Linked DNA regions of Sus scrofa: all the other regions are linked to region 1. The links are chromatin contacts, called in public Hi-C, HiChIP or PLAC-seq and promoter capture Hi-C maps. All regions are on one chromosome and are shown on one strand. The core of a region is the stretch at or near the end of the contact, and the rest is flanking DNA. Distances in the headings are between cores, read along the strand shown.

What was found. Promoter capture Hi-C pulls out the DNA fragments that hold promoters and counts their contacts. Hi-C and Micro-C count contacts between places; a contact is called where the count stands out from the background. HiChIP or PLAC-seq counts read pairs in DNA pulled down with a chosen protein or histone mark.
Region 2: a promoter capture Hi-C map of liver shows a contact between it and region 1, with 3 times the contacts expected there. The contact joins the promoter of TMEM39B here to the promoter of BSDC1 in region 1. A contact is called at or near these places in 1 of 5 promoter capture datasets (liver) and 1 of 2 datasets of contacts at active chromatin or transcription factors (alveolar macrophages).
Region 3: a contact with region 1 is called in a Hi-C map of fetal skeletal muscle, with 4 times the contacts expected there. The contact joins the enhancer-like site here to the promoter of BSDC1 in region 1. A contact is called at or near these places in 3 of 5 promoter capture datasets (fetal liver, fetal skeletal muscle and liver), 19 of 47 Hi-C or Micro-C datasets (adipose tissue, alveolar macrophages, brain and 11 more) and 2 of 2 datasets of contacts at active chromatin or transcription factors (alveolar macrophages and skeletal muscle).
Region 4: a contact with region 1 is called in a promoter capture Hi-C map of fetal liver, with 2.5 times the contacts expected there. The contact joins the promoter of KIAA1522 here to the promoter of BSDC1 in region 1. A contact is called at or near these places in 1 of 5 promoter capture datasets (fetal liver), 3 of 47 Hi-C or Micro-C datasets (fetal liver, heart right ventricle and omental adipose tissue) and 1 of 2 datasets of contacts at active chromatin or transcription factors (alveolar macrophages).
Region 5: a contact with region 1 is called in an H3K27ac HiChIP or PLAC-seq map of skeletal muscle. The contact joins the promoter of SYNC here to the promoter of BSDC1 in region 1. A contact is called at or near these places in 4 of 47 Hi-C or Micro-C datasets (embryonic fibroblasts, epiblast stem cells, omental adipose tissue and 1 more) and 2 of 2 datasets of contacts at active chromatin or transcription factors (alveolar macrophages and skeletal muscle).
Region 6: a promoter capture Hi-C map of liver shows a contact between it and region 1, with 4 times the contacts expected there. The contact joins the promoter of TXLNA here to the promoter of BSDC1 in region 1. A contact is called at or near these places in 1 of 5 promoter capture datasets (liver), 1 of 47 Hi-C or Micro-C datasets (liver) and 1 of 2 datasets of contacts at active chromatin or transcription factors (alveolar macrophages).
Region 7: a contact with region 1 is called in an H3K27ac HiChIP or PLAC-seq map of alveolar macrophages. The contact joins the promoter of EIF3I here to the promoter of BSDC1 in region 1. A contact is called at or near these places in 3 of 5 promoter capture datasets (fetal liver and liver), 1 of 47 Hi-C or Micro-C datasets (epiblast stem cells) and 2 of 2 datasets of contacts at active chromatin or transcription factors (alveolar macrophages and skeletal muscle).

Annotation. Positions count from the first base shown.
Region 1 is chr6:88,836,968-88,840,987 of Sscrofa11.1, forward strand. BSDC1 (BSD domain-containing protein 1) reads right to left here and starts at 2,241. Exons shown (of 12, transcript XM_005665183.3): 1 at 1,884-2,241; 2 at 1,517-1,577.
Region 2 is chr6:88,583,035-88,587,054 of Sscrofa11.1, forward strand. It overlaps TMEM39B (transmembrane protein 39B), which reads left to right and starts at 2,257. Exons shown (of 9, transcript XM_021095796.1): 1 at 2,257-2,406. The coding sequence starts at 2,403.
Region 3 is chr6:89,086,088-89,090,107 of Sscrofa11.1, forward strand. It overlaps KIAA1522, which reads left to right. Exons shown (of 8, transcript XM_021095815.1): 8 at 1-1,753. It overlaps YARS (tyrosine--tRNA ligase, cytoplasmic), which reads right to left. Exons shown (of 14, transcript XM_013999119.2): 14 at 2,035-2,875. The coding sequence ends at 2,765. Among named protein-coding and RNA genes, the nearest start is that of KIAA1522, 29 kb to the left of the region's middle. Within about 2 kb of position 2,299, at least 6 of the 83 cell types and tissues checked have an H3K27ac peak or open chromatin away from gene starts, as enhancers often do. A contact at or near this core is called in fetal skeletal muscle, where this site is marked.
Region 4 is chr6:89,056,667-89,060,686 of Sscrofa11.1, forward strand. It overlaps KIAA1522, which reads left to right and starts at 2,191. Exons shown (of 8, transcript XM_021095815.1): 1 at 2,191-2,575. The coding sequence starts at 2,341.
Region 5 is chr6:89,024,515-89,028,534 of Sscrofa11.1, forward strand. SYNC (syncoilin) reads right to left here and starts at 1,793. Exons shown (of 5, transcript XM_013999124.2): 1 at 1,650-1,793. The coding sequence starts at 1,702.
Region 6 is chr6:88,658,130-88,662,149 of Sscrofa11.1, forward strand. It overlaps TXLNA (alpha-taxilin), which reads left to right and starts at 1,922. Exons shown (of 11, transcript XM_003127774.6): 1 at 1,922-2,076; 2 at 2,613-2,822; 3 at 3,650-3,979. The coding sequence starts at 2,645.
Region 7 is chr6:88,693,598-88,697,617 of Sscrofa11.1, forward strand. EIF3I (eukaryotic translation initiation factor 3 subunit I) reads left to right here and starts at 2,329. Exons shown (of 12, transcript NM_001244624.1): 1 at 2,329-2,387; 2 at 2,481-2,547; 3 at 2,550-2,572; 4 at 3,841-3,928. The coding sequence starts at 2,385. It overlaps TMEM234 (transmembrane protein 234), which reads right to left and starts at 2,280. Exons shown (of 6, transcript XM_003482013.4): 1 at 2,250-2,280; 2 at 1,889-1,969; 3 at 1,819-1,886; 4 at 683-749. The coding sequence starts at 2,265.

The DNA of each region.
Region 1 (4,020 bases), core at 991-3,490:
AAAAAACTTGCTGGGGCAGGGGTTTGGGGGTGAGGGGCCCAGATGAGTTTGGGGAACCTGTGGTAGGGCCAAAGAGCAACGTGACTTTCCTACCACTGTCTGTGGGCAAGCACACACACACACTCCAGGAGGAAGTAAGGAGCAGAGGAAGGCAGATTACAGTACCATCTCAGAGCTGTATTTTCTAGGGCAATATATGCTATGGGGTACAAAAGAATTAGGGATGCTGGGAATTGAGTGGTACAGATGGAGCCAGAATAGGAAGGGGAGCAAGGCAGGTAAGCACTGAAAGACCAAGAATGAAATGGAAGGAAAAATGGACGGGTGGTATTTGAGAGGTTTCCTCATCACTCTCGGTACTTAATAAAAATAGCTAAGGCTTATACAGTACTTACTATGTGCTAGGTATTGTTCTCTGTGCTTTACCTTTACATATTTAATTTCCAGAACAATCCTATCAGGTATTACCAGACTCTCATTTTACAGATGAGAAACTGAGGCTTGAGAGGTTAAATCACTTGCCCAGGTTGATAGAGAAGTAGAAAATTAAATCTTTTCTTTCCAAATGGGGAACTGTCAAAGGCAGAAACAACACCGACTCCCCTAAATTCAAATAAGAAAACAAAGATGGAAGGCTAGTTAACTACTAATTTTTGTGAGTCATGATAAGACCAACCTTGAGAGTCACACACAAGAGGCCCTCATACCACATTCGCTAAATGAATGTCAGACTCCTTCCAGCAGATTGCTCAACAAGAAGCAAGCTACTTTGGGGTCTCTTCCATTACGCCTCAGATTGAAATTCTCTGAGTCTTCATCAACAACATAAACACCTCAGGCATTCTTAGATTTGCTGGGCTGTAGGAGGGAAGCCTCCTGGAGTCAGCCTTGAAGCAGGACTCACCCCAGTTGCTTGAGGTAAATAGTAATTAACTTTTTCCAGAATTCAGTTGGGTTGGTTTTGACAAACTAGCATGGAATGAAACAGGAATGCACAGGGCACTGTCCACTGGCAAAGCCAAGTCTCACTCATCCCACAGGGATTGCTGTCTCCCCACTGGACTGAGTTTTGGGAGACCCAGGACTGCATCTGTTTGGCTAACATCGGTATCCTCAGGACCTGTCAGAGAGTGCTGGCTGTGGCATAGACTCTTAATATTTGAATGAATATAAGAGTAAGCTTCTATTTCTAGAATCCTTTTTCTTCAAGGTCTAGATCAAATGTTCTCTCTTCTACGAAGCTGTGTACTTTCCAAGCAAAAATAAATAGTTCCTTCCCATGGGTTTCCACGACACGGTCGCTCCAGCCTCTAAGACTGTCTTTATTTCACGGTAGTTAGACACTGGTCTGAGTCGGGCTGTGTTCTCCCTTAGACCAACAGGAGCTAAAAGTAGGGCCTCAGTCGGTTTCATCCCAGAGGCTTGGCGGCCACACAGGTCAGGCGGGGTGGCTCGGACCAGGTTGCAGTGAGGCGGCGCGGGGCCCTACCCTAGAAAGGGCGCTGGCCCGGCTTACCTTCTCCTTGACTGCCTGGTAGCTCTGCTGCAGCCAGCTCCGCCACCATCCCACGTCCTCCCTGTGGAAGACAGACACATCTGGCGGCCCCGCGGTGCGACTTTCGCCCGCGCAAAAATCGGGTCTCAGCTTCCCCCTCAGATGTGGCCCGCGGACCGAGGCTTCGAAAGCCGCTTCCCCACCCCCTCACTCTGCGACTCCCCGCCTTTTCAGCTCCGTCCACGCCCACGCTGGCCTCCAGCTCCCCGCGGGGACCCTGGCCCAGCACCCCAACCCTGGGAGAATTCAGGGCCCAACGCCCGAGAACTAGATGACGGGCTCACCCTTCCGCCATCTTGCCCGCATGACATCATCACTATTTACTGACCTTTGACTTCCGACACGGCACCGCCCCCTCAAGCACCGCCCCGGAGAGCGGGGCCCAATCCTCAGGCCGACACCGCCCTCAGCCCAATCTCCGCCCCGCTCCTTCACTAGGCTCCGCCTCTTTAAGCTGCCTCTAGTCTCCGTCCAGAGTTCGGACTTAAACTCCGCTCGGTCCAATCCTCACCCATTTTCGTCTTCAGGCCCCTCCCCCTCACTGTTAGCCCCACCCCACCAACCTAGAACCTTTATCGATATCAGCGGACATGCGATACGGTGGCCGCTTTGGACCAAGATCAGCCCTCTGGCTGTGGGCTTAGAGAGCTGGGAGTAGAGGAATAAAGGGAGCGAGCCTGGCCGCTGCTCGAATGTCCGTAGGCCCTAAGCTCAAGGCTAGGACCGCCCCCCTTTATGAAACCAGCAGCGTAGCAGCTGCCTGGGGCTCTTTGGGCTAATTCAGCAACCGCAGTTTGCGGAGCTCTGGGCCAGGGCTTGGAGGTGTTTGGAGGAAAATTCAGAAGTGACTTCGATGCAGCCTCGGGAGACGGTCTCAGGATATTGGGGAGACACACATTTAGTTACCTCAGTTCTTGGCGACTTAACTCAGAATAGCGTGAGCTGGATGGGATCTGGAGAAATCCGGAGACAGTCTGGAGGAAGGGGATTGAGTGTGTAGTGGGGTGTGTGTGTGTGTGTGTGTGTGAGCTGGAGACACTTTCCAGAGCAGGCTTCCACTGCCCATGCTGCCTCATTTGCTTGCCTGCACCTGCATCCTCATACTTTGTACTGGATCCCATTACCTCTTGTCTGAAGGCGTAGCTTTAGTAATTATTTTCCCCCATTGCGTTCTCTTTCCCCTCTTTACCGGATTATTTGTGTCATCATGTATACTTTTATTATCCCCATCGTAAGCAAACAAAAACTTGACCCTCATCATTTCCCTGTTCCCCTTTGCAACAAACTCCTCCATTCTCTCTTTTTTCTTTTTTCACTCGTACTTGCCGCATATGGATGTTCTTGGGCCAGGGATCAAATCCAAGCCACTGCTGCGACCTATGCCACAGCTGCGGCAGTGTGGATCCTTAACCCAGTGCACCCGGCATTGAACCTGAATCTCCAAAGCCACCGCAGCTGCTGCCGTCAGGACCTTAACCCACTGAGCCACAGTGGGAACGCCTCCATTCTCTCTTGAGCTCACTTCAGTGAGGTTTCTACCTCTCCACTGTACTTTAAATCACTTTTGCTAGGGTGCCAAGGGCAATGACCAATTTTCAGCTCTTTATAGTATCTTATTTAATGCAACTGATCTCTTTCCTTTTATGTTCATTTTCTTCACGTGGCTTCCAGGACATCATGACCTCCTGACTTTCCTTCTACCTCACAGGCATCTCCTCAAGGTTCTTCGCTGTTTTCTTTTCTTTCCTTTTTTTTTTTTTTTTTTTTTTTTTTTTGGTCTTTTTGCCTTTTCTATGGCTGCACCCGCGACATATGGAGGTTCCCAGGCTAGAGTCGAATCAGAGCTGTAGCCACCGCCCTACGCCAGAGCCACAGCAATGCAGGATCCGAGCTGCGTCTGTGACCCACCACAGCTCACCGGCAACGCCAGATCCTTAACGCACTGAGTGGCCAGGGATCATACCCGAAACCTCCCGGTTCCTAGTTGGATTTGTTAACCACTGAGCCACAATGGGAACTCCTCCTTTCCTTCTTTAAGACTCACACCCACAGCATATGGAAGTTTCCAGGCTAGGGGTTGAATTGGAACTACAGTGCTGGCCACAGCAACACCAGATCTGAGCCACTTCTGCAACCTACACCACAGCTCATGGCAATGCTGGATCCTTAACCCACTGAGTGAGGCCAGGGAGCAAACCTGCATCCTATGGATCTGCTGCACCACTACCGGAACTCCATTTTCTCATCCATTTCTTGTTGCTAGAATATCCTTAAGGCTCAGTCCTTGACCCTCTCCTTTTCAATGTCTGCAGTCATTCCTCAGGTAATGTTATCAAGTCTCATGACTTTAAATGCCACTGGTGTCTCTCCAGTTTTCTCTCTAACTCACACATCTCTGAAACCTAGATCACTATCTCTTTTTGGATGTATAATGGACCTATTAAACTTAACATGTCCCCAAACTC
Region 2 (4,020 bases), core at 1,007-3,506, 250 kb before region 1:
GAGCCAGGCCAGGGATCAAAACCAAATCCTCACGATACTAGTCAGGTTCTTAACCTGCTGAGCACAACAGGGACTCTTCCTTGCTGTTTCTTAAAACACTAGAGGCAGGCTCATACCTGAGGTCCCTTCCAATGACTTTTCCTCTCTGCCTGGAATGCCCCCTTTCTCCAGATACCTGTGTGATTGACACAATCATTTCTTTCAAGTGTTTGTTGAAAAGTCACCTTCTAAATGAAGCCAGACTCTAAATTGCAACCTCCCATCCCCCTTTCCTGTTTTCCTCCACAGGAATCATTCCCTTCTAACATAACACAGAATTTACTTTTTTTTTTTTTTTTTTTTGTCTTTTTAGGGCCACACATGCAGCAAGTGGAGGTTCTGAGGCTAGGGGTCGAATCGGACCTGTGCTGCTGGCCTACGCCACAGCCCTAGCAACACGGGATCTGAGCCAAATCCCAGACCTACACCAGAGCTCACTGCAACGTCGGATCCTTAACCCACTGAGAAAGGCCAGGGATCAAACCTGCATCCTCTTGGATGCTAGTCAGATTCATTTCCGCTGAGCCATGACAGGAACCCCCAGAATTTACTATTTTTGTTTCTGTCCATCTCCTCCCACTTAACTGTAAGCTCTGTGAATATTAATTAAATATCTACTAAATCACTTAATTAATTGAATATTATTATCTATTATGTGTCAAACACCATGCTAAAGTGATGGGGTACCATGTGATTAAGACAGCTTTGTAAGTCCTATGAGGATAGAAATAATGAGTGCTAGTACCTCATTTATTGAGTGCTTTGTGTTAAGTACTTGCCAAACATAATAATAGTAATGATGGCTAACTTTTCTTAAAACAAACTGTTCTAGGAGTTCCCACTGTGACTCAGCAGTAACAAACCTGACTAGTATCCATGAGGATGAGTGTTCAATCCCTGGCCTCACCCCCTCGCTCAGTGAATTAAGTCTCCAGCATTGCTGTGAGCTGTGGTGTAGGTCATAGACGCTGCTTGGATCCCACGTGGCTATGGCTGTGGCTGTAGCGAAGGTCAATTGCTGCAGCTCAGATTCAACTCCTAGCCTGGGAACCTCCATATGCTGCGGGTGTGGTCCTAAAAAGCAAAAAAAAACAAAAAACAAAAAACCAAAAACCACAAAAAACAAACCCAAAACAGAAAACACACACATGCACAAATAAAAAAACTAAAACAAAACTGTTCTACATGCATTATCTCACTTAATCCTCACCAAGACCCTTAAAGTGAATATTACTAGTAATGAGCAAGAAACAAGATTTCAAGTCTTGGAACTGGCAAAATCAGGATTTGAACTAAGGTGGTGAGAGAAGAGCAGGGTCAGATAAGAGAAATAACTAGAACTTAGGGTCAGCAAGACTAGGTGGAAGATTGGTTGTGGGGGTTGATGGAACAGAGGAAGTGACTCCCAGGTTTTGATTGGGGTAAACGGAGGAACAATAAGGCCAAAGAGAAAGATGAAAGCCTTGGGCATCTATCCAGAGAAAACCGTGACTCAAAAAGACACGTGTACTCCAATGTTCATTGCAGCACTATTTGCAATAGCCAAGACTTGGAGACAACCCAAATGTCCATTGACAGAGGAATGGATAAAGATGTGGTGCATATACACAATGGAATATTACTCAGCCATTAAAAGGAAAGAAATAACAGCATTTTTAGCAACATGGATGGACTTAGAAATTATGCTAAGCGAAGTCATTCAGACAATGAGACACCAACATCAAATGCTATCACTTACATGTGGAATCTGAAAAAAAAACACAATGAACTTTGCAGAACAGATACTGACTCACAGACTTTGAAAAACTTATGGTTTCCAAAGGAGACAGGTTGGGGGGTGGGGGCATGCGCTGGGGATTTCGGATGGAAATGCTATAAAATTGGGTTGTGATGATCATTGTACAACTGTAAATGTAATAAATTCACTGAGTTCAGAAAAAAAAAAAGCCTAATTTGCGACAAAGCGAGTTTTGAGGCGCCAGTGGACCACTCATGGATGCAGGAACCGAGAGGGGTTCTGACCTCCTCCCTTATCTTCGAAGAGGAGCTGAGAGAAGGTACGCAAGGGAAGAGCAGGAGACAGCTTCCCTCTCTCTTGGGTTATTCGGCAGCAGCTGCAGGAAGGGTGTGGAGGACCGCGAGACAAAGAGCGCGCGGCTCTGCCTTTGTCCGCGCGGCCCCTTTAAGAAGCGCGCCCCCAACTGCTAGCCCGCCTTGTATGCAAATTTGGCGGCGAAGCGGTAGCGCGCAGCTGATACCCGGGGACTGGGCTGCGGCGGTTAGTCCTCTCCCGGCCGCCGTCGCCTCCGACATATTGCCCGCAGAAGCTGCGGCGGCGAAGCAGAAAACGCCGGGGGGAGGAGATGGGTGAGCAGCGCGGGTCCGGCTTGGCCCGGCAACGGGCGCGCTCGGGGGTTAGGTTGGCCAAGCTGCTAATTGCTCCCCCACGCGGACAGGATCCTGGCGAGGGGAGGGGGAGGGGATGTGGTCGCAGAGGGACCCCGCCCCCTCCTTTCGTTTTGCGGGTGGGGCCTCTTGTGGGGGCGGGACATTGGAGCGGAGGGAGGGGCTTCTAAAATGTAGACGCTCCTGGGGGCTTTGGTGAGGACCCACTCTGAGGACTAGAGAGGGCGGGGTTTGGCAGTAGGCGTGGCCTTGATGCTAAGAGAGGCGTCCGTGTGCTGTAGGCCCTAGTGCAGGGGCAAACTTTCGGGGTTGCAGGGGCTTTGTACTGGGGGAGGTGGAGCAGGAAGGAGACCTTGCAGAAGAAGGGACCCCACTCTGGAACCGGGCTTCTGGGCAGAGAGAGCTTTTATTGGCTTGTAGGCAGGTTTTCTGGGCTGACAAGTGTGTGTGGGTGGGGCTTCTGGGTTGAGGGGCTTTATGTGGGTGCAGAGCTTCTAAAGAGGGGAGAGTGGGTGTGGGCAGAGCATTCGGACTGAAGGTGCCTGTGTGAGGTTTTCTAAGCCAGGAACAGTAGTGCGTGAACAGAGCTTTGGAGCTGGGGTCTGGTTGGGGGCAGAGCTCCTGGACAAGAACTTTTTGGAGATGTGTGGGAAGAGCTTCCAGGCTAGAAGCTAGGGCAGGGTGTGTGTGTGTGTGTGTGTGTGTGTGTGTGTGTAGAGCTTACAGGCTAGAAGCTAGGGCAGGGGTGTGTGTGGGTGGGTGGGTGGTTGTAGGTTGCTGTGCTGCCATGAGGAGATATGAACAGGCTATAACTCAGTGGGACTAGGGTGGTGCCCAGGATCTTTGTGCAGGGCAGTGCCTGGGACCTTGGGCTAGGCTGCTAAGCCTAGAGAAAGAGGTTGTGGGTCCAGCATTCTTCCAGAGCCCATATCCTTGACACTGTGCTCAGGCCCTAGGACCTGACCATGAGAATCCAGGATGCTCCTTGAGCTGGATCTTGGGTCCTGCAGGCAGAAACTTCAAGAGTACCCAGAAGTGTCAGCCTACAGAGATTTAGAGTATCCAAAAGGAGCAGTGTTCACCAACGCTAAGAGCACAAGCCCCAGACTCCCAGACTACCTATGACACAGTGAAAACTGAGTTTCCCAATCTGTGGAAAACCTACCTTGCTGGGTTCATTCCCTCATTAACATGTAGTTATTGCAGCCTTGCTTTATGGTGGGCACTGTGGTAAGGGGACAGGATACAGCGGTGGAAAAGACAGACCAAGGAAGTCCCTTGTGGCTCAACGGGTTAAGGATCTGACATTGTCGCAGTTGTGGCACAGGTTGCAGGTGTGGCATGGGTTAGTTCCCTGGTCTGCAAACTTCATGTCCCACAGGTGTGGCCAAAAAAAAAAAAAAATCAAGATAGTGACTGCTGGAGTTCCTGTTGTGGCTCAGTGGGTTAAGAACCCAACTTGTATCCATGAGGATGTGGGTTCAATTCCTGGCCTCACTCAGTGGGTTAAAAATCTGGCATTGCTGCAGGCTGCGGCATAGGTCACAGATGTGGCTCCAATCTAGTGTTGCTGTG
Region 3 (4,020 bases), core at 1,049-3,548, 250 kb after region 1:
GTCCATCCTCCAGGGCCCATGAAGACACATTCCAAGGGCCTGTTTACGTGGCAGCAGCATCAGTCCCCAGCAGCCAGCCCATGGCTGGGACCAATCTGTCCCCCTCCTCTGATCTAGCTTGCTCCTTTTCTTCTTGGAGGTGGGCAAGTCGTATTCCCGCAGGCTTCTCCAGGCTTGAGGCGGGAGTGGGGCTGTGGAATTCCAAAGCACAAAAGGTGCAGCGGGGGCTAGCCTTCCTGTGCCTCAACTTAGCACCAACCGCCCTCCTGCCTTCTAGGGTCTGCCAGGTGCTCCACGCAGGGGACGGGAAGCAGGAAGCTGCCAGGGCCCAAGGGAGTGAGGGAGAGGGAACCAGAGGGGGGCCCACAGGTTCGTTCTGTCCTCAGAGAGCAGAGCAGAGTAGGGAGTTATCTCATGGGGCACTTGGCTCCACTTGATCAGGTAGGGGTGGGCCAGCACGACCCTTCAGATGGAGAAGCCCATGGGCTGTGGCAAAGCTCACCCCTCTCAGCTCGACAGGAAGTATTGAAGACACGGATGGAGGGGAGGGTCTGGCCGGGAGGAGCTTATCTGGCCAGCGGGCCCAGACCTGGCCGCATGGATTTCATCCCCTGACCCTCCTTTCCTCTGCTGCTCTGGCGTGTCCTTTCTGCAGCTGCTTTTCAGCACAGGTGGTTCCACTGTGGGGAGCTGATGCTAAGTGACAGGATGGGAAGCAAAGGTGCATTCTATTCCAGATCCTTCCTAGTCCGTGTGGGGGCACTCAGCACTCCTAGGGGCCGGCTGGGTAGGCCCCCCTTGATAGCAGCCCCTGCTATGCTCCTCCGGGAATTTTCACCTTTCCTTTTTCAACCTGCGCCACCTATCTGGGTTAGCTGGTTTCCACACTGGCCCCAGCGGCTCCATGGGGATGGTCCTAGTGCCTCCTTCCACCGCAGTGTGGCTGTCACCAGGGCCGCCCTCCCTTGGTCCTTGAGGACAACAGTGGCTTGGGCTTAAGACTGGCAGGGAACCTTGCTTTCAGTTGCTTTTCCTCTACCCAGAAGTGAGGCTGACCCCCTCCCAGGACAAAAGCTAGGAACAGGGGATGTGGGCTGAGAGCTCTCTCTCACCGTCTTCTCCCTGTAGCTATAACCCCTTTCCTACCTTGCCCTTTGGGTAACGGAGAGCTGCTGTTGGGCATGTCTTGCTCCTGACCAGTGAGGTGGGGAAAGAGGACGGTCAGGAAGCACTGCTATGCTCAGAGCTCCTGACTCAACCCCCTGGGGAACCAAGAACCAGGACCAGGCCAAAGCTTACAGGATGCCAGGCCCTGGCAGCAGCCTCAGAGCTGCTGGAGGTGGGAGGGTGCCCACCTTCTGGATCTCTGGGCCAGCCCTCCTTGTGGTACTTGAGCTCCTTATCTTCAGTTAGAATCCTCCGAGCTGGTTTCCCCACAAGGAGGGTGGGACGGAGTACAAAGGAGAAGGGCGGGTCTCGGGAAGAGGCAGCCCTTCTTTGGCCTCTGGGGCAGATGAGCTTGACCTAGTGCACATGGAGACCAAAAGCCTCTGATTTTTACTTTCCATAAAAATGTTAGAGAAGTATGTATATATACATACATATATATATATATTTCTTTAAATTTCTGAGTCTTTGATATGTCTATATAAGCAATTCATTCCCTCTCCCCTGAAGCTGGAGTGAGACACATGGAAGAACTCTGTGTGGGTTTCATTTGAAGGTGTTAAATAATTAAATGATTAAAACTTGGCTGTGGTTGCTGCTGCTTAATGGGGCAGGGTAGGGCAATGCTTTGGGCCCACATTTCGAAGGGAGAATGTTTTGGACCGGAAACCGAGCCTCTTCTGTTTAACACTGCCTTTCAGTGTTAAGGTGTCCTCTGTCCGGCCTCGTCCGCCCCTGCCTGCCCCCTTACAGGGTCAAAAGCCCAAGATCCAAGCAGCCCTCGGCTGGGCGATGGGCCCAGAAGCTGCTACACACTGTGTGCTTCCCTCCTGAGATGTTCCAGCTCACTGACCGGTCCCATCCACATATCCTTGTCCAGACGTTTTATTTGAATTCATGACAGTGATGCTTAGTGGTTCTGATTGATGGAGAAGTACCCCCACCCTCCCTAAGAAAACCCAGGCTGTGCCACCCACCCTAATTCTGATGTTAACAACACACAGCTGGTTTAGGGAGGGTCCCCACCCAGCAGGATCAAGGAAAATTCCAGGAGCAAAGCCTCAGGGCTGGCAGGCACTGGGGAAAGCTGCCAACCACTTGGTAGACCACTAGGTTCTCTGTTTTCCCTTCCCTTTCCTTTTCAAATCCCACAGTTTCCTGTTGGGGAGAGGCTGTAATTAGCCCAGTACAGGCACAGCTCCCAGCCAGAGGCACAGCTGCTGGGAGAACTCTAGGAAAACTGGCAACCGATATTTTTCCAATTAGAAGGACTGTGGCATAAACTTTTTGAGTTACATTATTATATTGAAACCAGATTTCTCAGGTCAGCTGCCAGGGGTAGAAGGCAGAGCTGGACTCCCGTGCTCCCCTGCCCTCATCACTACTTGGCAGGCCAGCCTCTCCCTGCAGGCACACAGGATGATCCTGGATTCTGGGGAGGCTGAGCTGCCCCTTACTGAGTCCTGCCCCTATCAGAGTCTCAAACTTTCTGCTTCAGTGTCCTGAGAGATGGGTAAATGGGTGATGGATGGATGGAGCAAATTAAGGAGACGGCAGATGACTCGGGATGACGGGAGAAAGGATGACACAGGGTTGGCTAGCTGATGTTCCCTCCTTTCAGCGATTTACAGGAGATGGACCCCAGCTTGGTCATGAAGTTAGTTTGCTTCCACTGTGCGATGCACTCCTCAGAAATTTTAAAGTCAGCCTGGACAAGAAAAACAAAAAGCGATTATGTAGTGATGGTGGTGGACCTGCAAGAAAACAAAGACTCTTATACTACTAGTACTATAAAGTAACTCAGCTGCTCTAAGAGAGCAGTTTGTGAAAAGCTTTCACTTTGAGGTGTCTTTTGCCTAAGCTAAATTCATTTTTTTAGGGATTTAGTTTAAGAAAATAATCATGAACAAGTACAAAGAACTAGGCCAGCCATCAGTGCACTCTAAGAGGGAAAAACTTAACCTCGACATCTAATAAAGTTTTGGTTAAATGATGATAATTATGATATACCACCACATACGTGATGAGGTTCCCCCCTCAATACTTAAAAAGATGGGGACATTTTTGAGGCATAAAGGTAAATTAAAAAAGCAGAATAAACCCATGGTAATACCTCAAACTGAAACTATATTATTACTGCTGGGCAGAGAAAAAGTGCAGAAGGAAATGATCACTAATGACATTTTCCAGGATCTCTGGGTGGCAGGACGATGGATATTTTCTTTTCTTTGTTTTCCCCTACATTTTAGACATTTATACAATGAAAACTCATTTTATAGCCAGAAAAAAATGAGTGAGTCAAAGAACCAGCTTGGAAAACTAGGAAAGAACAGAGGAGACAAAGCCGTGTGCCACTTGCGGGAGGATGGAGAGAGGCAGAAACCACTCTAAACGCCCTCCAGAAGCAGCGCTTCGTCTAGCCGAGGAGCTAAGGCATAAACTAGAAAAAGTCACCCACGTGGTGGTAATTCCACGAGAAGAGTGAATGTGTACGTTCACGGAGGTAGCCCAAGCACCCAGAACAGTGACTTGGGCTCGCCGTGTGCTGAAGGCATGAATGAATTCGGGGCAGGCCATGCACGTCAGCGCCCTTCAGGGCAAAGAAAGAATGGGAGCTCTAAGGTCAAGGTGGGCAGGAGGGACCCGGGAGGGCTCTGGTCCTGGCCCCGGCACTTCTGGTGACCCGTGTGGCTTGGCAGGTCTCCTGGCAGGTGAAATGAGGATCGTCTCCTGTCACAGACTGCAGAGCAGATGAGGAAATGTGTCAAGTCCCTCACACAGAGCCTCAGCCTGCCAGTCTGAGTACATGCAAGGGCCCACAGGCTCCTCAGGCACCTCATCTGAAAGGTCTGG
Region 4 (4,020 bases), core at 941-3,440, 220 kb after region 1:
TAATTTTTGAACAAAGGCTCTGAATTTTCATTTTGCACTGATTGCTGCAAACTGTGTAGCCAGTCCTGGCCACCAGGAAGAAAGGAGGGGCTGAAAGGGTTGGTAGGGGGCAAGACTTCCCAACACTCCTCTCCCGATCACCTCTTCCAAAAGCCAGAGTATTGGAGTTCCTTTCGTGGCGCAGCGGTTAACGAATCCGACTTGGAACCATGAGGTTGCGGGTTTGATCCCTGGCCTTGCTCAGTGGGTTAAGGATCCGGCGTTGCCGTGAGCTGTGGTGTAGGTGGCAGACGCCGCTCGGATCCCGAGTTGCTGTGGTTCTGGCGTAGGCCGGCGGCTGCAGTTCAGATTCAACCCCTAGCCTGGGAACCTCCATATGCCGCGGGGAGCGGGCCTAGAAAAGGCAAAAAGACAAAAAACAACCAACAAAGCCAGAGTATGTCTCCCTCTCTCCTCCCTGCCATGCATCCAGATCATCCAAAAGGCCAAGGCCCTGTGCATCACTCTTTCTCCAAGTCTCAGGCCTGCCTATAACACTCTGCCTCTGATACTCACCACCAGAAGGAGAGACAGGGCCCTTAGGGCTAGTGCTGAGCTGGACAGAGAGCACCACGAAGGCCCAGGGTGATCCCTGTACGTGGCACAGTGCCTGACCCAGAACGGGAGCTCTGGGATTGAGGGATGGGACTAAATGAATAGTGGTTAGATGGGAAACTCAGCCCAGCAGAGACAGTGACCTACCCAGCTGCCCAGGTCGGGGAGTGAGTGTCAGTGATGGACCAGGTTTTTCACAGCTGACCCCTTGGGGGCCACTCAGGGGGCTAAGGTAAGTTAGAGAGGCCACACTGAGCACCGTGATCATTCTACAATATTAGGGTGCGTGTTATCTACACGACTCCAGGGCTGAGTGGGCTGGCCGAGGACCAGGAGAAAGCTAATTGGCCAGGGTCAGGTTGGGTGATGAGCACAAATTCTAACTGGTGGGGTGATCACTTGGCCCTTCTGGGAACCCAGAGAGGGAATTCAAGAGGTCTGAACCCATAGCTGGCCCCTAGGGCAATTTCTAGCTCCTGGGGACCAAGCAGAGATAAGACCTAGATTGCTGGTCTTAGCTCTTCTGCTGCTGACTACCTCTGGGCTCTTGGGCAACCACTGTCCTCTCCTGGCCCTTCTGTGCTATGGGGCTATCACTCCCTGCCCTGCTTCCCTTCTAGCTTGTGGTGGGATCAGATGATATAAAAGTGCTCCGTCAGCTACGGTAAATAAAGAGCCAGAAGCATGGAGGAAACAAGCACAGCAGTTTCCTGATTCTTAAAGGCTTCCTTTCCCTACCAGCTTCTTCAGTCACACTTGCCACCTGCAGAGGATCTCAAAGCACCTTATAAAGCTGTGTCTTCAAGTCCAAGATCAGCTCTAATTCAGGCTGAGCACCCCAATGGAAAATCTAGACCCAGGCAGGAGTGCTCTGGGGACTCACAGCCTGACCCAAGGGTAAACTGAGGCACGGCTCTCCTCATTTCCAGGCACCGCAGGATGAAGCTCCAACCCAGGAAGCATGGGTCCCAGGTCCACACCAAGGACCGATAGAGGCTGGGGGGAGGATGTGTCGAGGGAGGAGAAAGGAGTGAAGGAAGACTGCCCAGTCACCAGATGGGAGAAAAAGGCCCACTGCCGGTCCCAGGTCTCAGGTGGGTCTGAAGTCTGTCTATAGAGCAAAACCTCCAATACTGCCCGAATCTTGGAAACATTCTCAGGATTCCCAAGTCCCAGAAAACGAATTGCAGAACCCCCCATCTCGACCCGAACCACACTCGGGACAGCGAGTTCTCTTGGGGTCCAACCCCAACATTTCTCTTCCTCCTTATCCTGAGCACCCCCACCCCAGTCCCCGGACTTCCCTCTCCGGACCCAGCTCTCTTCAGTGCCCACTCCGGAACAGAACCTCGGTCCCGCCCTGCGACCCCGCCCTCTCGTCCGGGGCCCAGTCGGACCGTCTTCCCTCCGGGCCCGACCTCGCCCTCCCCAGCTCCCGAGCCCCCGAGCCCCCGGACCGGGTCCGCGGACCAGGAGGAGGCGGGGAGGGGCCGCCGGCAGCACCGCCCCCGCCCCGCGGCCGCTCCCTCCCGGTTCCGTGCCTCCCGGCCTCCGCGCCCCGCCCGCCGCTCCGCGGCCCCTCCCGCGCCGCTCCCGCCGCCCGCCCGCTCGCCCGCTCTGCCTCCGCCGCCCAAACTTTTCTCCGGGCGCGTCTCCCCGCGGCGGCCGCCTGCCCGCGCGCCCCCGGTCCATGGGCGCCCCGCCGCAGGGGGCCTGACCCCCGCCGCCAGGTCCGCCCGCCGCGCCATGGCGGCCCGCGAGCCCCCGGCCGCACCTGCGGCCGACGAGCCGGGGGGTCCCGGCGGTCCCCCGCGCAGGAAGAAGTCCCGCTCCGGCGCGTCCGGCCTCCGCCGCGCCTTCAGCTGGCTGCGGGGCAAGCGGCGCAAGAAGAAGGCGGCGGGAGCCGAGGGTGCCGAACCGGCCGCCCCCCGGGCCAAGAAGGCGGACGACAAAGCCAGAAGGGCCAAGGGTAAAGGCCGAGGTAAGGCGGCCGGGCACCTGGGCAGGCGCCGGGCGGCGCCCAGGGTGCGGCCAAGGTGACGCCGCTGGGGGTCCGCGGCGTGTCGGAGGGGGGTGACTCCTAGGCGCCGGTGCTGGGGAAGTGAGGAGCCCAGGGCTCAGCCCGAGCACCCTTCCTCTGCGCCGCCCCGCCCCCAGAATTTCCCAGACTCAGCCCAGCTCTGCTCTAGTGGGAGGGGACCCTCCAATTGGGGCAGGGATCCCCAGGCTTAAGCAGGAAGTGCTGGCCGCCAGGCTCTGGGGATGGTGGGGCAACCCCTCCTCCCCCAGCTCGCTCGGTTTCTGCCCTCTGCTGAGTCAGGGGGTCAGAGACTTGACTCTGGCCTGGGGCCAATGGGAGAGGCAAATGGCCTCGCATCTCTGGTGGGGGTCCCTCTGGGTCTGGAAAGTCGACCGGACTCAAAAGGTGGTTTAGCCTTGGAGGTGGATCTGGGTTTCCATCCCCACAAAGGACCCAGCACGGAGCACGACAGGCATTGGGTTCTTCACAGTGTTAGCGTTTCCTATCTGGCCCCCTTCACCACTCACCTGGGCCAAACCGCAAACATCCACCTCCTGGGGTGGTGAGCTCAAGATAGGAGCCAAAGGCCTCTCCCACCACTCCTTCCCCCAGCCCTGGTAGAAACGTGTCGAAACGTGTCGAAAGTGTGCTTGCTGGAGAGGGAAACTGAGGCCCAAGTTAATGGAGAGGCTGTACCTGGGTGGAGGCTGGGTACTTGAGACACTACAATTAATCCCCTGCCTCTAGGCGCCTTCCACCTGATGGATGGCAGCCTGAGGGGAAGGGTGGCTGACCTGGCCCATCCCTGCTGGGGTCCGTTTTCTTCTGGCCACTTGGCTTGGTCCTTCCCTCATCTTCCTCTCTGTTTCTGTCTCCTGTTGGAGAGGGAGGGAATGAGTCTCTGCTAGAGGGTGGGGCTCCCTTGGGGCCTGCTGTCCTAGGAAGTCTACTTTGCCTGTGCTCCTGCTGCATTGCCAGAGGTGAGGAAATGGCGGTGTACGTCGGGCCCATCCCATTCTGCCTGTGTTTACCCTCCCAGTGTCCTTTAACCGCCTCCTCCTCCGGAGAGTTAGAAGGAACACTTTAGGGATCAGGAAGAGGGTGAAAAGCCTCTTGTGTGATTGCATCCGGCCTGATCTTCCTTTTGGATCTGCGCCCTGCTCCCCTTCGGTCCAGCCACAAATAGAAGTTGGGTGCCGGGGCTGAGATGACTGGGCCAGGCCCTGAGGGAAGGTCTGTGTGAGAGGTCTTTCCAAGGGCTCTGTAGCCCCAACAATATCTGAAGCCTGTCCCAGGGCTGCCCCTCTGAAGTCATCCTCCTGTCACTCAAGGGGGCATGGGTCAGAATTGCAGCAGAATGGATTGTGGTCAGACTGTCAAGCTTGGAGACAGAAGGCTAATGGTAT
Region 5 (4,020 bases), core at 543-3,042, 190 kb after region 1:
TCCATGTGCCGCGTGTGTGGCCCTAAAAAGAAAAAAAAAAAAAAAAATCTCCAAGTTCTATAGTTTGTAAATTGTGGAGCCTAGAGAAGGCTGGCAGTCTGGCTCCAGAGCCAGAGCTCCTTTTTATCACTCTCCTCTTAGAATAGGCATGAGGTCTGAAAGAAGTCAAACAGTTACTGCAGATATAATAGAGCTTGGCCCTGGCATTCAAAATATATTTATATCTATTTAGCTAACAAATTTCTACATACCCTCAAGCCCTGCTCAAACTCCACCTCCTCTGTGAAGCATCTCCCAGACAACCTGCATTCTCGTGTTCTCAAGGCACTTTGTATGCAGCTCATCTTTGCACTAAGTGCTTTGTATTATGGAAGTGCCTGGGTCTATCTTCCCTGACAGTCCATTTCCTAAGGACAAGCGCAGTTATTTTCTCTATACCCCAGGGTGGGGCTCTGTAGAAGACAGGCAGCAATGGACTGAGATCCAAGGGGGAAACTTGCCCAAGGTCAAGTGGCAAAGCTGGAAGTAGAACCTAGGTCTCCTGACTCGCAGGCAGCGCTGTTACCACACACCATGTTGCCTCGGTCACCCCACCCACAGTGCCAGGCCTCTGTTAGGTGTTGCCCTCACACAGCTGCCTCTCTCTAAGGAGCTGGGGGAAAAAGGTGATGATGGGAGGTAGGGGGCAAGGGAGGCAGCTCAGCTGTGACCCCTGACTTCAGGTTTCCTTGGGCCACCTCTGCCACTCCGTCCCTGTCCCTCAAGTATTCCAGCAGCTCCCTACCCTGTCCAGCAAGGCTATGGCTGGAGTGTTTGTGACCCTGTGCAGGCCTGAGTTGGTGTGTGGCTGGCTCCGTGTGTACCCACATGTGGGTACCGCAGTACAAGTGAGTGTATGTGTCAAACTGTGACAGTGGAGGGGCGTCACGTGTGTGTATCTGCACCTCTACCTCTTGGTACAGTAGGAAGTCCAGGGCTACAGGCTAACCTGGGGCGGAAACGCTGCCTCCTCACCTCAAACCCTTCAGCCACAGGTCCCTTCCCCCTAACCAGTGGCAAGCTCACTATGAGGATGGATGGAGGGATGGATGGATGGAGGGAGGGAGGGAGGGACAGAGCCTCCCCTCCAGGGCTCCTGGCCAGCCAAGGCCCTCCTGCGGGTCTAGGACAGGAGACCCTGCCCCCACACCATGCCAGGCCCTGGACCAGAGAGAATGAGCTTCCTGAACTCTCAACTCTAAGCTGGCCGCTGCCCAACCTTGCACCAAGCATCTTCCACAGGGCGAATTCAGCAGCTGGAGGCCTCCATCTCCACTTGCCTTTGGGGTGAGGAATGAAAGAAAACGGGTAGCGTCTTTGGCCCCTGTGGGCCGAAGGGCATCTGACGATTGATGCCCTCTAATGTAAAGGGGTTAACCCTCACGCCGCCCGTGGGAGGGGGAGGGGGGACTATAAAAAGCCCCAGACAAACGGAGGTGCTGGCCAGGCCGGACTCCCCGCTCTCCCTTGGCCGGTGGCTCCGCCCCGTGCCCCACCCCGGCTGGACCCCTGCCCCGCCCCCCGCCCCGGCGACAGGCGCTCGCGGGGGGAGGGGATCCCGCCGGCACCCCCTCCCCAGAGGCGGCGACGCGGGCCCGGGACGCTCCTACCTCGCGGCCTGGGCGGCGCCGTCCCCGCCGCGCCGGGGCTCCGGGCTGGCCATGGCTGCACGACCCGGGCTGGGCGGCCGCGGTATTAATAGCCGGCCCCGCGGGCCGCCCGCGCCCGCCAGCAGCACTGCCAGCTGCAGCCGACACCGGATCCCGCCGGCCCCGGGCCGGGCGCGCCCACTTGGCCCGGGCTCCTCCGCGGGAGGAGGGAGCGGCCGCGCGGCCCAGGGGCGGGGAGAGGCCGCCCCTCCCGGGACCAGCCGGGGGAGAAGGGTATGGGGGGTCGGCGTCTCCAAAACCGGCCATCCCTAGGTCTTCCCGAACCTTCTCTCTCTCCACCCTTCCCTTTCAAGGGTCCTAGCTGCGGGGGTGCGGGGAGGAAGGTGGCTCTGCAGCTCCAGGGGAGCGCTTGCCTTGCCCGGCCGTCCCGGGAGGGGGCTGGGTGTGGGGTTGGGGACCTCGAGGGACCCAGCACCCCGCCCGCCGCCCGCAGGAGTTCAGGGGTGTCCGCCGCCGCCCTGCGATTCCCCCGGCGCCTGAGAGCTGTGCCCCGCAGCTGTCGCCAAGGGCTGGAGGAGGAGGGGTAACGCCACACCCCGTCCATTTGGGGACAGTCGGGAGCCTGGAGAAGGGCGGTGGGAGGACTGCTCGGGAGGGTTGGAGCCTCTGAGGTTGAGTCCGTATTTAACCCGCTCTCCGCCCCTGCGCTGCGAGGTTTCCTGGGGTCTCTCCGCTTGCTCCACCTGTCACCCCCGCCCGCAGTGCGGTCCACTCCAAGGCGCGCTCCCCTTCCCCAAGTTCGAAGTCCACCAGTGTGGGGATCAAACTTAAACACTGAAGGCTTGCTTTCTCCCTAAGCGAGAAGCTGTCTGGCCCCTTCCAGACCTGGGCCTCCGGCATTCTCCCTCCTGATGCCTTTTTTCCACTTAGCCCCTCTGTCTGGGGAGCTCTTTGACTCAATCGCAGAAGAATGCTGTGCACCATAACAAGCGGAGGGGCTGGATGTCTTTAATCAGAGAGGCCTGCAGCGAGGGGTGGGGGTGGGGCAGCAGTGCGGCTCTGTTGAACGCATGTGGGCTGTGTGTTGGGATCTCTGTGCCTGCTGGCGACTGTATGAACGCCACGTGTTTGTGCGTATGGAGTGTGGCGGGGAGACTGGCATTGTGTGTCCACGCGTGACCCTGTGATGACTGGGGGGCGGGGTACATGCCTGTGAGTGGGCATAGGAGCGTGTGACTGTATAGCGAGGCGGCGGTGATTTTGAGTAGTGCTGGTGCTGGTTGTGGAGTGTTGGCGTGGCCATGCTGTGGCTGTCGTGACTGGGCTGAGGGGCGTGTATACAGTGTGTGTGTGTGACTGTGCCTAGAAGTGACTTGAGGACTGAAGGGTGAGAGCATCAGGGGCGCTCGCAAGCGGATGTGTGGAGAGTCGTCTGTGGGGTCTGTGTGTGACCAGGGCCTGGTGCGAGTCATTTATCCAGGTTATGAGTGCTGCCTGCGGTGGTATATTTATATCTCTCTGTCTGATGCAAGGGGGTGGGAGATTAACACCCAAGGGCAGCCAAATACACCCTTGTAAGGTATGCACGAGAAAAAGTTGGGTTTTGGAGGCTGCTGGTCATTTTCTGACTTACCTCTAAAATATTCCAGGGGAGGAGGTTGGCAAAGCCTCCGTGGCTGGTCATTTGACAGTTGCTGCCAGTCAGAGGGGTGCTGAGGGAGCAAGGGCCAGGCCTGCCAGCAGCACTGTTTGCTGTGGTGCTAGGCAACAGGCAGCAAGAGTGGCATTAAGAAGGGCTATCCTTTCCCCTCCAACCCCCAACCCAGGACCTGGCACCAGGCAGTTCCCGAAACTGAATTCTGTAACCCCTCTTAACCTCCCTGTGTGCCCTTCTTCAGGCTGAAACTGTGAATCCCCCAGGGTCTCAGAAACACCTCTAGGCCTTCGCTTTGCTCTTACTGTCCCCTTCTGCCTAGAACACCCTCTCCAACTCTCCATGTCCACTCTTTTTCAGGTCTCAGCTTACATGTCATCTCCCCAGAAAGGCTTTGCCTGATGTGCCCCTCCCCCACATAAAGGCCCATCCATTCACTGGTTTGTCCTGTCAACTCGTTTATTTTCTATACAGCACGTACTGCAGTCTTTAATAATGTCCATTTTCCATTCCTTCTTTTTCTGCTTCCCCCATTAGAATGGAAGCCCCAAGAAGGCAGGGACTTTGTGTTGTGTTGTTCCCCAGGGCTGAGCACAAGTCCTGGTATATAGTAGGATCTCAAAATTATTGAATGAATGAAAGAAAGATGGATGATCCTATCCAGTACAATTCAAACAACTTTTTTTTTTTTTTTTTTTGGTCTTTTTAGGGCCACAC
Region 6 (4,020 bases), core at 672-3,171, 180 kb before region 1:
TGAGGATGCAGGTTCGATCCCTGGCCCCAGTCAGTGGGTTAAGGATCCGGTGTTGCCGTGAGCTGTGGTGTAGGTTACAGACATGGCTCAGACCTGGCACTGCTGTAGCTGTGGTGTAGGCCAGCCAGCTACAGCTCCAATTCAGCCTCTAGCCTGGGAACCTCCGTTTGCCGAGGGTGTGGCCCTAAAAGACAAAAAGAAAAAGAAAAGAAACGAAAACCTGATACTTCAAGTTAAGGAATTTAGCAGTTTTCTGTGTATGGGAAGATGCAAGAGTCTGGGCTTATTTCCTTTGATATGCAACTCAGCTAACTGGGGCCACTATCAGGTGCTTTTTCATCCTGAGTCTCCTCAGGGTGCTCTATGGGCTTGGGCGGGAGGGTGACTGCAGCACAGACTGCTAGATGGCAGGCAATTTGTTTCTACCCTGAGTTCCCCCAGGGCTCACCTTTGGGCAGCTGTAATGTGATGGCTTGATGGCTGCAACATCCTTTGTTTACTGATATGGCAGGTAACATTTTTTTCATCGACAATGGTATGGCACCTGCAAAAACCTGGGAAATCCTGGAAACAGTAAAAGTATAGCTGGAACAAAAAAGGCAGAGGGGGACGAAACATTGTAAATCAACTACGCTTTAATAATTTTTTTTAAAAGGCCAAGGGGATGAGGAGGATTGACAGGAAATAAAAGCAAAACCATTTAGGCATTAAATTTCAAGCACAGGAGTTCCTGTTGTGGCTCAGAGGTAAAGAATCCAACTAGCATCCATGAGGACACAGGTTCGATCCCTGGCCTCACTCAGTGGGTTAAGAATCTGGCATTGCCATGAGTTGCAGCGTAGGTCACAGATGTGGCTCGGGTCTGGCGTTGCTATGGCTGTGGTGCAGGCTGGCAGCCACTGCTCTGATTAGACCCCTAGCCTGGGAACTTCCATATGCCGCAGGTGCAGCCCTTAAAAAAAAAAAAAAAAAAAAAAAAAATCCAAGCACATAGGTTGCTGTGTTTTATTCTGTTGTCTACAGACAAATGGAAAAAGAATTGTGATTTCACATTTTGAGAAAAGCTTGGCTATTTTTCCCCTTTAGCACCAGTGCAACTGGGACTTGGTAGGAGTGGGCCAAAGAAAAGGCTCAGGAATCTGCTGAAACCAAACTTCCCCTTACAGGGCCTCAGCACCTTCCAAAGAGGGACTCAAGGTGGAAATGGGGATGGGAAATTAAGTATTTACTTTTCCAAGTTACCTTGACTCACCCTCAAGGAAAGCGCATCATGGTGATTATTTCTTCCTGAGTAAGAAGCAGGGTAGTCCAGTAGTTGAGATGGGTGCCAGACTTCCTGGCTTTGAAACTGCTCTAATCAGTCAATAGCTATGTGACCTTGGACAATCACCTAACAGGTGTAAATTGAGAGTAACAAATACTACAGTATTTATCTGGAGTAGTTACTGGGAAAGCTAGCATTCAAAGAACTACTGTTATTAAAATTTTCTATAGGAATACGGAAATCGAGGCTCTGGGAATGAAAAGAATGCCCGGTCACATAACAAATTAGTGATGAAATTAGGACTGGAAGGAATACAGATCTGATGTCCAGCACCGTATTTTATCCCTCGTCCTCAGAGTTCCTAGATAGTCACAGATATCCTCAGCAGGAGGGAAGGACGGGGTTGAGGTGTGCGGGGAAAAAGCAGCCAGGCGCAAGGCTCTGGGAGCTGAATCATAACTTCTGCGTGATGGAAAGGAGGTTGACGTGAGTACCAGTGCAGAATGACTGGCTGCTTTCGGACCTCCTGGGTCTGGGCTCCAAGAACGAAAGCCCTGTTGCAGCTTGGGAGTCGGGATCAGCCCGGTGCATGGAGGGACATGTAGTCCTTTCTGTCCCTCCACCCCCCCACTCCGCCTTCCCAACTCACCCGCCTCAGAGGCCGCCTTCGCTTCAACTTTCCCAGCAAGCCCCGCGAGAGCGCGGGCTATTGATTGGCCGCGGCGCGAGCAGGCGGCTCTGCCGGCAGCAGTTACCCAGGGTTTCCGGTGAGAGGCCAGAGCAGGAGAAGCCGTCGGGACGTCGGCGGTGGGGTGCGTATTGCGTCGGTTAGGGGTACAAGGCAAGCAGAGGGCCCGGGGCCCGACGCCTTCGGACGGTTCAGGGAATTACGCCGATTCCGCACGAGGACTCGGGCTGGAGTGCAGGGGCCGAGGCCTGTGCGCATGCGCGGGCGGAGCGCGCGGCTGGAGGGCGCGCGGGGCGTGGGTGGCTGCGCGCGCGCGCGGGGGGGTGGGCACACGTGGGGCCTGGGGGGCGGGGAGGAACCGGGAATCCAGCGTCCCGCCACGTCAGTCCCTGGGCCTGAGCCTGTCCGGCGCACGGGCTGTGGTGAGAGGGCTGGGTTGTGCCGGGGAAGTAGCTTCGGGGAAAAAGGAGGCCTCCTCTCCCCTGCTGTTGGGCACACCAGACTTCCCTGACCGACCAGAGATAGGGAGCCCCACTGGCTCCCATCCGAGGAAGGCCGGTCGGTTTAAGAAGCTTTGCGGGTCCGGTGTGGAGATATCAGATCCAGGCTGCGAAGAATTGTTTAAAGTCTGGAAAATAGCAAGTGTATTTGTTTCTATAGGTTCTGCTCATAACCTAACGTTGCAAACAACAATGAAGAACCAAGACAAAAAGAATGGGGCTGCCAAGCAATCTGGCCACACTTCCAACCCCAAAAACACCCCGGGGCAACCGGAAGCAGGACCAGAGGGAGGCCAGGGGCGGCCCAGCCAGTCTGCTCCCACGACAGAAGCTGAAGGTTCCACCAGCCAGGCTCCAGGGAAGGCTGAGGGTGTGTGCCAGCTCTGCTTTTCCAATGGGCAGGGGGAGGAGTTTATGGTGCGTCAGTCTAGCTTCTGGGGTTAGAAGCCAAGGCCACTGTTTATCCAGAAGGGAGGAAATGTAGAATGAGGGGAGGACACCACTGAGTCCTTGAGTGCCCACTCTGCGCTGGGGAGTTGATAGAGCCTCCCACCCTAAGCACAGGGACAGAACTCTCCTGAGAGAAGCTTCTGACAGGATTAAGTCAGGTTGGCAGTCAAATGAGGCACCCAACCAGCAAATCAAAAACACCACTTTCAGCAGTGGGTAACTGCTATTCCTATTTGAGGCATTTCTGGAACTTTTTTTTTTTTTTCTTTTTTTTCTGTTTCTTAGGGCCCCACCCTAGGCATATGGAGGTGCCCAGGCTCAAGTCGAATTGGAGCTACAGCTGCCAGCCTGCACCACAGTCACAGCAACACAGGATCCCTCACCTACTAAGTGAGGCCAAGGGTCGAACCTGAGTCTTCATGAATACTAGTCAGATTCGTTTCTGCTGCACCACAACGGGAACTCTTGGAACTTTTTTAATAGCAAGAAGTGACATTTGCAGGTGGACTAGACCTTGAGTTCCTGCTACATGATGCCACCTCTGTGTTGGGTGGTCTCCTTACTTGATTTCTCTTATAACAAGCATGGTTGGGCAGAGGTGAGAAATAGTTTTATCAGTAATAAAACTGAGGTTTAAAGAAGTTAGGTAACATTTAACCCAAACTAGTAAGTTTGGGCCTGAAAAAATCCCAGCCAGTGGCATAATGGTCTTATTTCTGACTCTGCCCCTCATCCCTCCTGCTGCAGGAGCACAAGCCAAAACTGGGGCCCTCCGTGATGTCTCAGAGGAGTTGAGCCGCCAATTGGAAGACATCCTCAGTACATACTGTATAGACAACAATCAGGGGGGCCCAGGCGAAGATGGGGCACAGGGTGAGCCTGGTGAACCTGAAGATGCAGAGAAGTCCCGGACCTATGCCTCAAGGAATGGGGAGCCTGAGCCAGAGACCCCAGTAGTCAATGGTGAGAAGGAGCCCTCCAAGGGGGAGCCGGGCGCAGACGAGATCCGGGCAAGTGACGAGGTCGTAGACCGAGACCACCGAAGGCCCCAGGAAAAGAAGAAAGCCAAAGGTCTAGGTGAGCAGAGGGCAGCTGCTTATGAGGCTGGTGAGGGGAGG
Region 7 (4,020 bases), core at 1,079-3,578, 140 kb before region 1:
CAAGATAGTCTTTTCAAAAGGGTATCTTGGAGTTCCCTGCTGGCTGACTGAGTTAAGGACCCAGCATTGTCACTGCTGTGACTCAAGTCACTACTGTAGTGTGGGTTCATTCCCTGCCCCAGGAACTTCTCTATGCTATGGGCGTATCAAAATAAAATTAAAATAAAGATCCCCAACCCACTGAGAGAGGCCAGGAATAGAACCCACATCCTCATGCATACTACTCGGATTCCTTTCTGCTGTGCAACAACAGGAAACTAAATAAAATAAAATAAAATAAAATAGGTATCTCATGACTCCATTTTCCAGATGAAGTCACAGCAAAACTCAGGATTCAAACTCAGGTCTTCTGACTCCATGCTCCCTCAGAAGCCACAAGTACAGCATATGGGAATTCACAGGCTAGGAGTCGAATCAGAGCTACAGCTGCCGGCCACAGCCACAGCCACTTGGGATCCGAGCCACATCTGTGACCTACACCACAGCTCACAGAAATGCCAGATCCTTAACCCACTGAGCGAGGCCAGGGATCGAACCCACGTCCTCATGGATGCTAGTCGGGTTTGTTAACTGCTGAGCCATGATGGAGGCTCCAACAAGGTATTTTAGATATTCTCCCCACAGTGATTCTCCTGAGTAGCCTCCACCACTACCGCATAGCAGTTTTAAGCCAAAGACCCACCTGTTGATGCCAAGGTGAGGTAGTAGAGAAGGGAGCCACACTGGTTGAGGAAAAAGGGCATCAGGTACTGGAAACAAAAGAAAACTGCAGTCAGTGTGATTAACTTAGCTGCTTTCTTTGAACTTGGAGATACAGTTTTCCTTGGATGGAGAGGTGGCTATAAGAGCCTGGGGACTAAACCCTCTGAAAAGGACCCTTCCAGGGTGGAGGGAAAGTCACTGAGTTCCACGCCTTTGCCCTGAATGCCCTCCCTCTCAGCCTGCTGGTTCCTATCCTCCCCATTCTGCAAGTCTCTGGGTGCCAATGTCCCTACCTCCACAAAGCCTTCCCCCAGTCTCCTACCTCCAGCCTCCGTCCTCTGAACTAATGCACTTTATCTGTACCTCACCTAAAGCCCTTAGCCTAAGAGGCAGTTGTGTCTATGTCTTGTCTTTCCCATTAGCTTAGACAGGGAGCTTTGGGGTCAGAAATAGTTCTCTATATCCTTCCTTATCCTCCTCCACAAGGCCAATTTGAACCTAAGCCCTCCCCCAAGAAAGGTCTGTTGGAGGGATCACCATAATAAAATACTAAAATATTTAGGAGTTCCTGTTGTGGTGCAGTGGAAACAAATCTGACTAGTAACCATGAGGCTGTGGGTTAAATCTCTGGTCTTGCTCAGTGGGTTAAGGATCCAGCGTTGCCATGAGCTGTGGTGTAGGTCTCAGACATGGCTTGGATCTGGCATTGCTGTGGCTGTGGTGTAGGCCAGCAGCTGCAGCTCTGATTAGACCCCTAGCCTGGGAACCTCCATATGCCATGGGTGCAGCACCCCCCCCCAAAAAAAGCAAAAAATAAAATACTAATAATACAGCTCAAAGAATCACAGATTTGAGCCCTAATTAGTTACTAGGCCCAATGCTCAGAGCTTTAATGTGCCTGACCTCACTCAGTCCTCACAACTGCCCAGTAAGATTGTTACCATTATTACTCCCATTTTACAGATGATGAAACTGAGGCTCAAGGCCCACAAAGGACTCATCCAAGAGCTTCTAGTAAATAAGTGGTGGGATGCAGATTCTGACCCAGACGTGTCTGACTCCAGAGAACAAATTCTTATGGGCTACCCCCAAGAGAGGGGTCATTCACAGACGCACCTCAGTATTCAAGAAGAGGGTCTTCATTTCCTGCAGCAACTGCTGGACCCAGGTCCTCTCATGAACTGCTGCAGGCGGGAGGAGGCCCGCTTCAGCAGCGGCTGTGTGCCACCCCACAGAGCGGCCACCAGCACCAGCGCCAGCACTTGCCCTGGATGGAGATGCGAGTGACACCCTCTCCCCCCGCAGGCCCACCACACAGGTCCAACCCTCCTTCAGCCACCCAGCCCCACTCCCGCCCTCAAATCCCTTCTTCCTCTTGGAGGCTCCGGGGCGTCTGGCCACTAGGACAGACCCCGGGAAGCCGGGGAGATGGATCCAGGATCCCAGGTTCGGGGTTGCATCAGGGGTCGGGTTAGATGGTGGAAATGGAGAAGGAGATGAGCTCCGGATGAGGGTCTGAAAGCCGAGTGAAGGGCGGGGCCGCCTACCCAGGGTCGCCGCCATGGCAACGCCGCCCCTCTGCACTTCCGGGAAAGAAAGGGCGGAGACCCGTAATCCGGAAGTGGCGTCAAACCCTCTTCCGCTTCTACTCACGTTGCCGCCTTCCCAGCGTTTTCGCCGGTATGGTGAGTTCTCTTTAGTTGGAGGTGTTTCCATGGGGGTCCTGGCTGGGGCATGGGCCTCTTTTGGGCACTGACACTCTCGTCCTGTCCCCACAGAAGCCGATCCTGCTGCAGGGCCATGAGCGGTCCATTACGCAGATTAAGTACAACCGCGAGGGAGACCTCTCTTCACGGTGGCCAAGGACCCTGTGAGCGTCCGCCGGAGGGCGGGCCGGCGGGACATACATACAGAGGGAGCCTGGGAGGGGGCGAGTTGCTTCTGCTGGGTCGAAGGGTAGACTAGCCAGTTTTGCCGCGAGGTAGAAATCAAAGAGCGCCCCGTTCTGAGAAGTAGAGAGAGACCATCCCGTGGTTAGGTGAGAGAGAAGTGAGGAAAAACTCAGTTGTTGGTAGGAGGAAGGAGTAGCCGGGGAGAAGAAAAGCAAATACCATTGTGGAAGGGGGACGGGGAAGAAGGTCAGCTCTCGGGGGGGGGGGTGAGGGGAAACCATTCTGGGAAAGAAAGCTATTCTACAAAAATAGGGGAACAGACCACCTGTAGAAAGGGAAAGTTGATCCTTGGGCAGCTAGAGACACAGTGGCCTTAGTGAAGATGTCCCTGGTGTCATTTCAGTCAGCTCTTTTGGGCCCTACCCTGTCAGTGACTGCAAACAGCCCCTCACATTACTGCCTGTTGAGGCACCTCCACATGGAGGAGGTTAACTCTAGTGACTAAACTGGAGGCTCTGAAATCAAAAAGACCTGGTTTGAATCCTGCATTCAGTAGCAGTGTGACTGAGCAGCGTGACTGCATTCACCATGCAGTGTGTCCTTTTTCACAAAATGTAGGTGGCAATAGTACCTCTCATGGGGTTATCTTTAGGATTAAAGGGGATTATTCAGGTAAGGAGTTTAGCACAGTACCTGGTGTGTGTGAGTACCTAATTAATGTTACTCATGTTATAAATTGCTTAGACATTATTTTGTTAGAGCTGCAGAGCTATGCTTTGAAGAAGGCATTATTGTCATGGCCACTTTACAGATGGGAAAACCGAAGATCATAGGGGAGAGGCTTCATTTTGAGATAATACTGTGAGAGAATAGCAGAGCAGGGACTGGAACCCAGGCTTTCTTACTACCACCTGCTCCCATTGGGACAGAGCACCAAAGTTGCTGCTTTTTAGGCTGGCACTCAACTTGATCTTTTATTCTTCTGAGGGTTTAGGAATCTGGGGAAGGACTGGCTGGGATAGTGGCAAATGGAGACTTTTTGCAAGCCTTCAGACTCCCCAGCGGGAAGGAGGAGAATCTAGGAGTTGGTCTTTTTTTAACAGCCACCTGCTCTTTCCCAAGAGACGAGCAGGAGAGGGCAGAATCTGGCTGGGCTGGAGCCTGCTGGGGCCCCTGGAGGAAAATAGGAGGCCATTGCTCTGCTGGGACACCTGTCAGGCTGTCACATTGTCATTGATTCCTCCAGATTGTCAATGTATGGTACTCTGTGAATGGTGAGAGGCTGGGCACCTACATGGGCCACACCGGTGCTGTGTGGTGTGTGGACGCTGACTGTATCCTTGTCTGTGCTCTGAGTCCATGCTCCCAGCGTCAGCCAGCAGCAGAGAGGCAGCTGACTTGGAGTTGGGAGTTTGAGATGCTCTTG